2 separate regions of the Hordeum vulgare genome follow, and region 2 is linked to region 1. The links are chromatin contacts, called in public Hi-C maps. All regions are on one chromosome and are shown on one strand. The core of a region is the stretch at or near the end of the contact, and the rest is flanking DNA. Distances in the headings are between cores, read along the strand shown.

What was found. A called contact is a pair of places that touch in the nucleus more often than the background predicts.
Region 2: a contact with region 1 is called in a Hi-C map of leaf, with 2.6 times the contacts expected there. The contact joins the promoter of LOC123424350 here to the promoter of LOC123424309 in region 1. A contact is called at or near these places in 2 of 6 Hi-C or Micro-C datasets (both in leaf).

The regions. Positions count from the first base shown.
Region 1 is chr1H:63,550,786-63,557,730 of MorexV3_pseudomolecules_assembly, reverse strand. It overlaps LOC123424309 (putative F-box/FBD/LRR-repeat protein At5g56810), which reads right to left and starts at 2,784. Exons shown (of 3, transcript XM_045107950.1): 1 at 1,572-2,784; 2 at 597-779. The coding sequence starts at 2,660. It overlaps LOC123424293 (glucose and ribitol dehydrogenase homolog), which reads left to right and starts at 3,156. Exons shown (of 3, transcript XM_045107949.1): 1 at 3,156-3,439; 2 at 3,536-4,277; 3 at 4,386-4,659. The coding sequence starts at 3,161. The coding sequence ends at 4,408.
Region 2 is chr1H:64,128,902-64,135,846 of MorexV3_pseudomolecules_assembly, reverse strand. LOC123424350 (benzyl alcohol O-benzoyltransferase-like) reads left to right here and starts at 2,822. Exons shown (of 2, transcript XM_045107958.1): 1 at 2,822-3,677; 2 at 3,755-4,984. The coding sequence starts at 3,075. The coding sequence ends at 4,621. LOC123424361 (putative TrmH family tRNA/rRNA methyltransferase) reads left to right here. Exons shown (of 4, transcript XM_045107969.1): 4 at 2,122-2,729. The coding sequence ends at 2,339.

The DNA of each region.
Region 1 (6,945 bases), core at 1,535-4,034:
GAACGATGTCGCTTTGCAGCCAATTCGCAGGAAAAACGTCGCACATGAGCTATTGACCCCTTTACCTTTCCTATACCACCTCGCCCACCTCCGTCCCTAGTGGTCAGGGAGGGCGTATCATGGTGCACAGTACACCATGCCAAATTTTATTTTTCTTAATATTCTATGTATAACTTTGCAACACCCCAATTCTAAGTGAGAAACATGTATGGCTTATATTTGGGCACTGGCTCATTTCTGCTCAGGGTACGCCACTGCTGGCGACCTCCCCATCTTGCAACATCACCATCTCCTCCCTGTAAGAGCATCTCCAGCAGGGCCCCTAAATGGGATCCCTAAACAGTTTTTGGGGAGCTGGAAATGGGGTCTAACAGGGCCCCCAAAATGGGAAACCTATGATGTTACCAACACCTTGAGTAATATGCATTTTCTTTGGGAGATACATATGCCATATATTTGTCACATAATTTGGAGCAAAGCACCGGTATCAAATCAACACATAGAGTAGGGCAACTAGCAGTTAAAGCTTAGGCGTGCCAAGAAATAAATATGTGTACTAAGATATTATTAGATAAACAAAGTAAGGATAATATTACCACCGGATAGCCATGTGTGTCAAGAAGTTTAAGAGACAACTTTCTGACACCAACACACATGCTGAGGACATGGAATGAACTGGCTCCAAAGGAATGTCCATTTGCCACTATTTCCAGGGCCATGAATGCAATGTTTGGGTGTTTTGTAATGCCCTCCATCAAGTACTCATGGTTAGTAACTTCCTGCAGTGGAGCCATGGGAAGTCGCATAAAATGACATATATAAATGGAAAGGACACAAGCACCTTGTTTAGAAATTCAATAACAGACAACAAATGGTTCTTTTATGCTAGCAAGTCTGAGGTGATGAGCCATCATATGAATAACAAATATATTAGTGCAGTGGTGGAGGTCGTTTTTTTACGCTAGCAAGACCGACCTCATGTGCCATCTTAAATTACCAATATACTAGTGCAGCAGCAGTAGTTTGTAATCTCAACGCTAACTGATCAAAGGCAATAAAAATAACACTATCTCATGGGAATGAAGCTGCTAGGAAGGATAAAGGACGGAAAATGATCCTATGAGACCTGGTCTTTTCTATCATGAAATTAGACCCACCTTAGAATATGCCACGTGTCCACACCTATCTCAGCATACTGTTACTCTTTGTCTTCCCGATATCTCTAAACTGTACCACACAATACAGCAACTCTCCGTTAAGGAGCAGGATAGGCGAATGTGAGCCATGGCATGAGGCAGGGAACGTTTCATCCGAGTGAACGCCAAGATCTCAGTTCAACAATGAGGCCAAGACTACATGAGTTCTTGTCCAATTTACATCAAGTACTACGAGAGTTTTTGTCCAATTTACAAGTATATGACTACATGTGTGCTTGTGCAATTTACAATTATAGGACTACATGTGTGCTTGTCATTAGCATCCGGGAATGAACCAGGAAGGTCCATTCCATGACCACGGCACCACACTACTAGGAAAGTTGCAGTTTACTAGTATTGTGTAAGTGAACTCACCGGCAGATAGAAAAGTGTTAATTTGAGAATCCAGATAACCTCAAAGCGCCGTAGAAGCCTTGTACAATTACTATTGTACATCTTGTGCGACTCTTGTCCATATACAAAAAAAAGGTTGGTGCTCAGCCGTTCTAGATTTTCCATTTTAAGCTGGGTGTAGCTTGGATGATAATAATCCATCCACAGGAGGCATGTCAGCTGAGGGGCCAAGATGTTTGCAGACGGTTGATTACCTCTCGAACTATACGAAATGCAGGAGCTCACACTTAGAAATTGGAGTGCCGACGCCATAACAGTGAGCTGCTCCAAGCCACGCAGACTCATCAGCCTCGTTCGCAGTAGAGAGTCTGAACGAATGGTGAAGCTGCCCAGACCAAGGGGATTATCTGACCGAAGATCCCTCAGGTCTATTTCAAGGAGAGAATCGGAGTGGATTGCGAAGTTGCGCACACCCCAGGAATTATGAACGATGAGTCTCCGCAGGGATGGGCACCGTGGCCAGGAGACAGCGTCACCGAGCATTGACGGACCATGTAGCCGGACGCGATTCAGGAAGAGATTGGTGAGCCGGGCGAATACACCCGAAGACGGCACGGCGAGGCCGAGCCCGAGATGGCCTAGTTCGAGGCTGATTGACATGGCGTTCTCGAAGCAGGGCAGCTCGAATGCGCCTCCTTCGCCAGGCTCGTCCAACGAGGTGTTCTGCTCGGTGTTGATGAGAACCAGATGGCCGGAGAGGCGGCGCGCGGCAATTTGAAGCCAGGACACCATGGACTCCGGGGTGCCGTCAATGACGGCGACGTCGAGGAAGCGTAGGGCCGGCGCCTCATGGGCGGCGAGGGCGAGGCGTATGCGGTGGGGATCATTGTGGGGGAGAAAGTGGAGCTCCGGGAGCAGCGTCCAGAGGCGGCGCCAGCGGCGGGAGAGGACGCTGGTCCGCGCGGCGGCGGCGGCGTCGCGGACCAGGAGAAGGATGTTGATAAGGAGGTCGTCGGGAACCGCGCTGAGGCGGTCCTCGCTGCGGCCGTCGCCGCCGTCGGAACGCTTGGGTGGTCGCTTGGCGGCGATCTCCCCGTCGCGGTGCTCCATGGCGAAACGATCTAGTTGGAGATCTGGAAGCGGGGTGGGGTTGCCAACGCCATCGCCATGGCGGCCGATGGGGAGTGGGAAATCTGATTCCAAGGAGTGAGGAGTCGCCGCCGTTTCCCTTTTGGCGAGAGAGCGAGAGAGAGGAAGTTTGTGGCGTTGTGCTTGCGGGCTAGGTAAGAGAAATGGGCGGCCCACAAGTGTTATGATTGTGGGCTCTAGTGGGCTTCTAGGCCCGTTTACCATCAGGTCGGCCGGACCACAGGATCAACAATGGCGATCGATCGACTGTCTCATCGCCCAGAAACATGTAGCAGCAGCTTCACGCTAAGCGGCGTGCGGTGCAGCTCGGATTACACTCGGTCACTCGGACACGAGCGGTGTCACCACGTGGCGGCGACAGCTGCGAGACTCGTGCCACGTCCGTCGCCACGCGCCATGCCCGCGCTGCTTCGTTGCACCTTTATATCGGCCCCTTGCCACCCAGTGCCTTCCACCGTGCCATGAGCGCACTCCTCGCAACACCCACCAGAGCCCAGCCGTTTCTCCTTCTTCTTCACCGTCTCCGACCGAATCAGCTGCGTCCCCTCCCCACCACCAGAGCGCTAGCTTCGTTCGCCGCGTCGTCGCCAAGAGCACCGCCCGCTCGCCGGGGGACCAGAGCAATGGCGTCGCAGAAGTTCCCGCCGCAGCAGCAGGACTGCCAGCCCGGCAAGGAGCACGCCATGGACCCCCGCCCCGAGGCCATCATCAAGAACTACAAGTCGGCCAACAAGCTCCAGGTAAATCGGTTTTATTTACCACTGCTTGTCGATGGCCTTCCGTGCGTTCAGCTGCGGTTTGATTGATATGCGTGTTGATGTTGGGTGCGCGTGCAGGGCAAGGTGGCGCTGGTGACCGGCGGCGACTCGGGCATCGGGCGCGCGGTGTGCCTGTGCCTCGCGCTGGAGGGCGCGACGGTGAACTTCACGTACGTGAAGGGGCACGAGGACAAGGACGCGGAGGAGACCCTGCAGGCGCTCCGCGACATCAAGTCCCGCACCGGCGCCGGCGAGCCCAAGGCGCTCTCGGGCGACCTCGGGTACGAGGAGAACTGCCGCAGGGTGGTGGAGGAGGTGGCCAACGCGCACGGCGGCCGCGTGGACATCCTCGTGAACAACGCGGCCGAGCAGTACGTCCGCCCCTGCATCACCGAGATCACCGAGCAGGACCTGGAGCGCGTGTTCCGCACCAACATCTTCTCCTACTTCCTCATGACCAAGTTCGCCGTGAAGCACATGGGGCCCGGGTCCAGCATCATCAACACCACCTCCGTGAACGCGTACAAGGGCAACGCGACGCTGCTGGACTACACGGCCACCAAGGGCGCCATCGTGGCCTTCACCCGCGCGCTGTCGATGCAGCTGGCGGAGAAGGGGATCCGCGTCAACGGCGTGGCGCCGGGGCCCATCTGGACGCCCCTCATCCCGGCCTCCTTCCCGGAGGAGAAGGTGAAGCAGTTCGGGTCCGAGGTGCCCATGAAGCGCGCCGGGCAGCCCAGCGAGGTCGCGCCCAGCTTCGTCTTCCTTGCCAGCGAGCAGGACTCCTCCTACATCTCCGGCCAGATCCTCCACCCCAACGGTAAACCCTTCACCAGCACGTCGTTGGTTCTTCCCATCTTGGCCATGAAATTCATTGCAGCTAGGATCAATGTTAATCAATTGTTTTTTGCGTGTTAACGGGTTGCAGGTGGTACCATCGTCAATAGCTAGATCGAGGTTGGAGAAGCTCGGGAAGAACAGGGTGAAGTGTGCCCGTGGTGTGCGAGTCTGTAGTACGAGCAAGTGTGGCGTGTTAGTCTCGGAGTCAGCTGGTAGTGTTTTGTGTGGCAGTAGTACCGTTGTGTGTTCGGTAGGGACTTTTGGCGCTGGAGCCACGAGGGCAAGCGTCAAACGTTAAATAAAATAATGTAACGTGCATGCATTGCAAGTTGAACTATGGTCATACTCCCTCTATACCTAAATACAGAGACGAGCATGTGAAAGAACAATTTAATCGAACTCACTATTCTATTGATGACCAACAAATTTATTTATAAAGGGGAACAGGTGCCAGGGATGGGAGTCCCTAGAAAGAGCGGTTGCCAGGAGATGTTCCCGAACAAACGACGTGACGGTTTCCTGGAGAGGCTTCCGCACTGTGCGCTTCCTTACAACAAGGATTATCTCTAATTACAAAGTAATTAAATCCTAACACTCCCCTAATCCTTGATTGTTCTTGCAAATCATACTTTGGAATCATCTCCTTTAAAAACCCTGTGGAAAAAGTAAGAAATATATAATATGCCCTTCTGAAACCCAGTGAAAAAAATAAGGAAAAATATATCGTCCATGCTTGTATTGAAATTGCTTCATTGAAAACTTTGATCTTGTCTCACTAAAAACCTTAGGAGAAAAACCATCTGAAAAATCTCACAAAGAAAAAGAAAAAATAAGAAAAAAGATAATACAATATGTCAAGAAAAACTCCTTCTAAAATTCAATGGAAAAAATAACAAAGAAAAAGAAAAAATAAGAAAAAGGATATACAATATGTCATGGAAAACTCCTTCTAAAATCCAATGGAAAAAATAAGGAAAAAATGACATGTATCGTCCATGCTTGTATTGATATTGCTTCATTAAAAACCTTGTAAGAAATTCACAAAAGAAAAGAGTGCAGTACTAAAGAGGCAGGGAACTTTTTTTTTGCAAGAGTTTTTCATATAACCAATTCCACTTAAATTGCAGGAGTTTTTCATATAACCGATTCCACTTAAATTTTGAACAAAGTTTATCATTCTACTAAACCATATACATTTACATGAATAAAAACTGTAATTTTTTTTGCAGATTTTTTTTCCTGTTGTATTATATGTAAATTTCACAAGGATAGTACCTTGTACATCATTTGCGCCTAAAGTACTTGAGTACAAGACTATGCCCCGCTCTGTTATTTTGTCAAGAATCAAGTTAGAAAAGCATGATATTGAATATGTTTGTTATTTTTTTCAGTTTTTTAATGCTACAATAAAGCCATACATTAAGGAAATCAGCTTCGTCATGTTCGAGGTACAGCTCCTCCCCTTTCATACTAGATTTCATTTCCTTTGATCCCATTGCAGGCACCTGTACATATTATTAAAAAAAAGTATAAGCAGTGAATTGTTATTGAATAAACAAGAACTGTCTACATTGTTTATGCCAATTAGTGTAAGTGCATAGCCTGATATTTTTTCAGTCTTTTTATCTGATCATAGTCCTAAATCATATGTAATGATCATTTTAGTTCTAGAGTAAAAGGTCATAGCATCTCAAACTTCAAGTACAAGTAAAAGGTATTTATATACAATTCCAAATTTTATAAAATACAGTCATAGATCCATTGCTTTTCTTTAGGAGTAAATTTGTAAATATCATCATAGTTTCTGATTAGTGTACAATTTTTGTCAGTGCCAAAGTGTCTGAAAATACAGTCATAGCTTTCTGAAAATACAGCATTCCTAGCCTTTTCAAACATTTTTTCCTAAATCATTTCATATCTTCCTGAACATGTTCCCCCTAATCCTTTTTTCTTTTGATCATGTGTTGTAACCGTAGTTATGAATTTTAAAACTTGCAAGTAGTTTCTTTGTTCCTGTCTCCGTAGACTACTTGGTCCTAGTATTCTTCCTGGTTCTAGTGTTCTGTTTGTGACACCTAAGTACAGTTATAGAGCTTAATTTTTGGTCCCTGCAGCAAGTAAGTGAAGATTTCGATTGTGTTTTATTTTCATACAGTTTTAATAAGGTTTTTTTTTCATGATTATCCTGCATATGATCTTGGATTTGGTTTGTGAAACTGATGAGTTTCTTCAGCTATGTAGTTATCTACACACAGTTGTGAGTTCCCGCCTTCCTCCTCCCACGTCGCCCCCGCGAGGCGACCGGGGGGCAACCCTAAATCCCGGCGGTCTCCCCCTCCCCCCTCATCCTCCTCCCTCGCCGCCGCCCGAGGGAGGCCGACAGCGGCGAGGCCTCGTGGTCCTCCTGGTCGGGCCGTGCTGGCGCAAACCGGTGGCTCGGGTCAGAGCGTGGAGCTCTGTCGGGCGACACGACGGTGTGGTTGGCAGAGGCGGAGCTCTGGTGCCTCTGCTCCTCCGCGGGGGGTGGCCAGGTGTTGGGGCGTGCCTGCTCTCCGAGACCGGCGGCGGCGAGGCCAGATCTGTGGTCTGATGACGCGACCGGATTTGGGGCTAGGCGACGCGGGCCGAGGGCGGCACGGGCCGCAACA
Region 2 (6,945 bases), core at 1,573-4,072, 580 kb before region 1:
TACATGAGCTCTCCATCAATATTCAATCTTGTGTTCACAGGAACAGTCACAGAACTTGTCTTACATACTGTTAGTTTGTTTTACTTGTATGTTACTCCATTTGACCAAAATATTCTCCAACTAGTACTTGTTTCCTACATCAATAATCTGGACTATTGTGTTACTACTCCAAATTATCAGATGCCCAGTTTTGTCTTATCGTTCGCGAATCTTGATGTAGAAGTTGATTTTATAAATACATGCATATCCATAAATCTAGCCCGTAAGCTAATTTCCTGTAAATTTAGCATTTCCGATGATACTTGTCCTACTTGTACTGGTAATGGCAAGGAATCACTTAATTGTTATTTGAATTTTCATATTCAGATAGGCACAGACAGTTGAAAACTTTGCCTAATGTTGTATGTTTACTGGGATTTTATTGCAGTTAACCTAACAGCAGTACTTTAATTTCTTTGTGTATATGTAGAGTGTAGACCTTGTTCAGTTTATACCTTTTGGATATTCTATAGCGATCTTCCCTCCAGAATTCGTTTTGCCAATTTGAGGCTTCTGTCCTAATCTCCAAGCTGGTCAGAAACTGTGAATGAAACAGGTGGTTAGTGTTACAAAATGGATACCACGAAGTTATGTACTTCCTCCACTTCTAAAGTGAAAACCTGTAGATTACCTAAGTCAAACTTCATAAAGTTTGACTAAGTTCGTATTTTTTTTTACATGTACAATACATAATAAATACAATTTGTGTATGTGGAAGATGAGAGAAACTTCTTTTAAAAGTTTAATCAACTTTAAAACCTGGTCATGCAATCCAACTTGTGCGAATCAGCAGAAACTCAGCTTTCATAAGCTGTATCAGTGACCTCACCAGAAACTCACATGCACCAGTGGTTGTTGGTAGGTACCCAGGACTCCAGGAGCATTTCCTTACTGGCTTTAGCACTGTATACTGTATACAAGCAATAATTGCCATTAGAGATAATTCTAAGCTTTTAGCACAAGTACCCATTCACATCCCTAGGAAGTTTTGGAATTGATCTTGAAAAGGTGTTTACTGCATTCTGAACATGGAATTAGCACTGGCTATAGGAAGTATGATGAGAAGTAAGTAACAGAGCGGTAGAGCTTTAATTCTGGCGACGGAAGTGATAGGGAAGAATTAGGTCAGGATTGGCGAGTTGGGGCTTGGGCATCAATGGGTGGTGGTGCGGCCAGGGAGGAAGCCCTGACTCAGGGGAGAGATTGTGTGTGAGGGAAAAGAAGGATAAGCATTCTATTTACCTCGATTCATTTCTGCATCATGTTGCTGCCTCATTATTTAGAGGGTTTGCCTTGCACAGATTCTTAATTTATTAGAGCACAAACTGGACAAGTGGAAAGTAGTAGTTCATCCCCATCGATAGGAACACCAAACTAGGTACCCTAGTAGTAATTCCCCCATTAATAGAAAGACTATTCAAATTGACTCTTCCCTGATTTTGGAGAACTCTTTTAGAAAGTTGAGACTGGCTCATGTACCACAGCTTCTGGACTTGGATGCGGTTGTTGGCAGCGTGACCACGATGCATCTAAGTCTGCCCCACAGACAATAGACCCTGTTCTGCACTTGTCTAGTCTTTGGTTATACTCTGTAGTTGCTCCCTCCGTTTCTAAATATAACCCTTTTTAGAGATTTCAATACGGACTCGTGTAGTCCGTATTGAAATATCTAAAAAGGGTTATATTTAGAAACGGGGGAGTAATGGCCAAAACCCTGAAGGTATCGAACGGGTTGAAGCCTATTGGCAGGGGTATTAACACAAATAGCTGCCATTGTTGACTCTGAATGTTACTCCCTCCGTTCCTAAATATAAGTCTTTTAAGCGATTTCACTAAGGGTCTACATACGGAGCAAAATGATTGAATCTATACTCTAAAGTATGTCTATATACATCCGTATGTAGTCCACTAATGAAATCTCTACAAAGACTTATATTTAGGAACGGAGGGAGTACATGAGAATCTTACCACTCCTGACTTTTATTGAGCACTCCAGTCTTTCTTGTGCTGAAGTGCTTGTGCCCAGTCGTTCTATGCTGTGTCATTATCGCCTGACTATTACTTTTGCCTGACTTTCTGCAGTGTGGGCTGGCTTCCCTGAAAGAGGCCGAGAAGGCAATAAATTTGTGGTAGCTGAGAAACCAAAGGGGCAGTCAAGGGGGCTGTACTGCTCTGATTCAATTGAAGACGTGATTGAAGAGCGCAAGGCACGCAGAGAAAATGCCTGCGATATATTCAAGGAAAATGGAAGTAGCCATCCCCAAGAATCAAATGGTCTAGGAATGATGTTTACAGACTGAGTGTTTATTCCGTCTCATGTCTGTTTCCGAACAAGCCCCTGGACGATAGAGCTTGGTAAGGTGAATTTGCAATACATCAGACATGATGTGGCACTTGTTTCTGTCTCACCAAAGGAGTATAATTTCATTGTTGTTCCAACAAGCGTGGAAAGGACAGAAGTGCAATATATGCGTTCCCTTGAAAAAATGACCTGTCATATCAGGGACGGGATTAAAAACGAGTGCCTTCGAACTAGCGCAAAAAACTACAGCTCCATTTTTGCTCTGAAATTTTGTGTGACACGATACATGATTTATGTTTTGTACATGATTGTTGCGTGCTGTTCGTATTTGTTTTACCTTTTGTAGTCTCTGGATGGGGAGGGTTATATCCATTCATCTTACGAGTTTCCTTTGTGTGCCTCTGAGCGCAGTGAAAGGTCAAACTTGCGAGGATGAAATTGTTTTGGACATCGAATATTTCTAAGGAGAGAAGCTACGAAGTCGCAACCGTGAAAGTGAAAGCACGAGCTGGGAACATTTGCAGATCCTGAGAGGATACGCATGCGGATACGGTCAGCTGCAATGTTTGGAGCAGTTTTTAACTTGACCTCCATTGTTTTGCTCCAAACTACTCCGTCAAGTCCATGTAAATCCGACAAATACGGCATATGTTAGAAGGCGAGAGCTTCCAGCCAGGTATCTACTTTCTCCCCTGTAAACCGAGTTCTCCACGTTTTCTAGCTTCGCTCCAAAATGTCGCGCATTGCATGTTTGGACTTCTCGGGTGCTGGACTTTCCGGTTGCGAGCAATTCGCACTCTGCACAAGTATTACTGCCGAGAGTAACTCTCGATGCATAGCTTCGAACTTGTGCCAAGATCATCCTGATCCGGAGTCCACCGCCATGGCGACGCTGGCCTTCGCGGTGCGCCGGTGCGACCCGGAGCTCGTCGGCCCGGCCGCGCCGACGCCTCGTGATACCAAGCGCCTGTCTGAGATCGACGACCAGGACACGCTGCGCGGGCACGTGTCCTTCGCCCTCATCTACCGTGCCCAAGTGATGGACGACGACGACGTCGATGCACCGGTTCACCCGGCCGGAGTCATCCGGCGCGCGCTCGGCGAGGCCCTGGTGCACTACTATCCGCTTGCTGGGCGGCTCAGGGAGGTGGAGGGGCGGAAGCTGGTGGTCGACTGCACCGGCGAGGGGGTGATGTTCGTGGAGGCCGACGCCGACGTGCGGCTGGAGGAGCTCGAGGCTGTCGGGCTCAGGCCGCCGTTCCCGTGCATGGACCAGCTACTCTTCGACGTCGAGGGCTCCGGCGGCGTGCTCAACTGCCCGTTGCTGCTCATCCAGGTATATGTCATGGTGGTTAATTTGCACCTGTTGAATGCATGAGTTAAACGTATGCGCTGTTTTATCATGGTCACCAGGTGACTCGGCTGCTCTGCGGCGGCTTCATCTTGGCGCTCCGCCTCAACCACACCATGTGCGACGCCATCGGCATCGTCCAGTTCATGAACGCCGTCGCCGAGCTCGCCCGCGGCGTCCCGGCGCCGACCGTCGCGCCCGCGTGGTCCCGTGAGCTCCTAGAGGCGCGCAGCCCGCCTATGCCGTCCTTCCCGCACCGCGAGTTCGACCTTCTTCCGCCGCCGCCGCCGCCGGCCGGCGACATGGTCATGCGGTCCTTCACCTTCGGCCACGCCCACCTCGCCGCGATCAAGAAACACCTCCCTCCTCTCGTTCGCGACAAGGCCACCACCTTCGAGGCGCTGGCGGCGTACCTCTGGCGCGCCCGCACGGCGGCGCTCGAGGTCCCGCCGGGCGAGGACGCGCGGCTGGTCATCATCGCCAACTTCCGGGCCTTCGTCGAGCTGGGCCTGCCGGACGGATACTACGGAAACGCGTGCGTGCCCCTGGCGGCGCTGGCCGACGCCGCTGCGCTGCGCGGCGGCGGCTCGCTGGCCGACGCGGTGGCGCTGGTGCGGCGGGCCAAGGCTGCGGTGACCGCCGAGTACGTGCGTTCCACGGTCGACGTGCTGGTTCTGCGCGGCCGGCCGTTCTTGGCCCTGCAGAACCTGTTCCTCGTGTCAGACAACCGGCACGCCGGGTTCTACGGAGTCGATTTCGGGTGGGGCGAGCCGGTGTACGGCGGCCCGGCCGACACTGTCTTCGGCGTGACCTTCTTCGTCCCCGTCAAGGACCGTGACGGGGAGGACGCGATTGCCGTGCCGATCGTGCTGCCACGGCCGGCCATGGAGCGGTTCGCGGCGGAGATGGAGAGCCTGTGCAAGGCGTAGCTTATGCCGGGGTCGTCCCTGTATGTATTACGACCGAGAATCAGTACGTGCTACGTCAGTTGCCTGAAATATCAGTCACTTCCATCTGGACCATTCGATCAACATCCAAGGACCATGATGCCATCCGTACTGTTATTCTCCTTCCTTCCTTCCTCCTCCTGCGATGCACGACATGTTCCTCCCCGCGCCGCCAATCAACGTCGGTCATGTTGCTGTCCCTCTAATCCCCCCTCTTTGTATTCTTCGGCATGGAATACCAAAGAATTTCTAATCCGTAGGTATATTATTGCTAGCTTTTGTATATTTGTTGTCATATTGCTATTGCGTTGCACAAGTGATAACCAAGAAGAAAATTCTTGCCTCTGCCACTCGTTTCTTTCCAAGGACTTACCGGCTTCCCGCTTCGCTCATCGCGGCCCAGCCATCTTCGTTTTGGTGCTTCACAATAGAATTGACCAACACGCGAAGGCAATTGTGAAATAGCAATCCAGAAAAAGAATGACTTTGATTGTAGGTATTTGGAGGGTGTCATTATGCTGCAATTCCTTTCTCGATGGGTATGTCGGGTGGGCAAAACCGGGAGCTCCTGCCGCTCACTGTGGCAGGCAGCCCTACGCCACACAGGGGGCGCCCCGACTGGGCCGGCCCGGTTTTGTTTCCTTTTTCTTCTCTGTTTAATTTCTGTTTTGTTTCTTTTTTGTTTCGTTTTTTCTTTATTTTTATTGAAGAAAAAACATTTTTCGAATTTGAAAAATAATTTTGGAAAACTGTAAACAAATCTGGAAGTGTGAATAATTTTTTAAAGCACGAACATTTGTTAAATCTTGAGAACAAAATTTTGAAAAGGGCAATAATTTTGAAAAACCCTGAACAAATTTGAAAGCGTGAACACATTTTTTAAGCACGGACATTTTTTGAATTTTGAGAACTAATTTTGAAACCGAGAACAATTTAAAACAATGTGAACAAATTTTTAAAGCATGAATTTCGAGAGAAAAAATTCGAAAAGGAGGACAATTTTGAAAACCCCCGAAGAAATTTGAAAACACAGAATTTTTTTAAAGCACGAACATTTTTGCAATTTTGAGAACAAATTTTGAAACTGAGTACAATTATAAAAAAAGTGAACAAGTTTGGAAGCGTGAACAATTTTTTAAAGCACGATTTTTTTTTTGAATCATGAGAACAAAAAATTAAAAAGAAGAACAATTTGAAAAAACCCGAACAAATTTGAAAGCACGAACATTTTTTGCATTTTAAGAACAAATTTTGAAACCAAGAACAATTTAAAAAAAAGTGAACAAATTTGGAAGCGCGAACAATTTTTTCAATACGTGAACATTTTCTTGAATCTTGAGATCAAAATTTTGCAAAGGAAAACAATTTTGAGAAAACCTAAACAATATTGAAAGAGCTACCGATTTTTTAAAGAACGAACATTTTTGAATTTTGAGAACATATTTTGAAACAAAGAACAATTTAAAAAGAATGTGAACGAATTTGGGAGCGCGAACATTTTTTTAAATACACAATTTTTTAGGTGAACATAAACAATTTATTAGTCTATAAACAAATTTGAAAATAAGAGCATTTTACAAACATAGAACATTTTTTTAAATGTGTGAACAATATTGGAAACGGCAAATATTTTTTAGAAAATGAGGAATAATTTTTACACTTCCCGAACATATTAAAATAGAGAGAAGATTGTGTTCAACCGACCGATCGCGCTGGCTCGTCCGCCGGCTCGGTGACCGTCCGATCTGTCCTTTATCATACGAACGAGACCGGACCAGCTTCCGCGTGAGCTGTGATCGTTTTTTTTAAACGATGTTGTTGTTTCAGGAACCGTTTCCTGCAACTCCTCCCGAGCGCCCCTGCCCGAGACCGCGCCGCCGCTTGCCATCGCCTGCTCCAGCTTGCACCGGCCGGCCTCGCGCGGAGCAGGGCCACCGCGCCTGCACCTCCCCGCCTCCTGGAGCCTCCTGAGCCTCTGGCCGAGCGAGCCGCCGGCCCCCTCCTCCTCCAGAGCGCTGCCCGAGCATGGTCCCGCATGCCCCGTCGTGGTGCGCCGCCGCCGGTCGATCCTGCCGCCACCGGAGCCCCTGCCACCGGCGCCGGAGCCCCCAGCCATCGCCGTCGCGTTCCTGCCGTCGGCCGACCCGCGTCGGCCCTGCCTACTCGTGCCAGACCGGATCTGGATCGATCCCTCCGCCAGCCATGAGGCTTGGGAATCAAGCATGGCCGCCATGGTTGTGCGTCCTCCACAGCTCCATACCTCCCTCTGTTTTTCGTCTGAAGGACGAAGATGGAGTTTCTGCAGC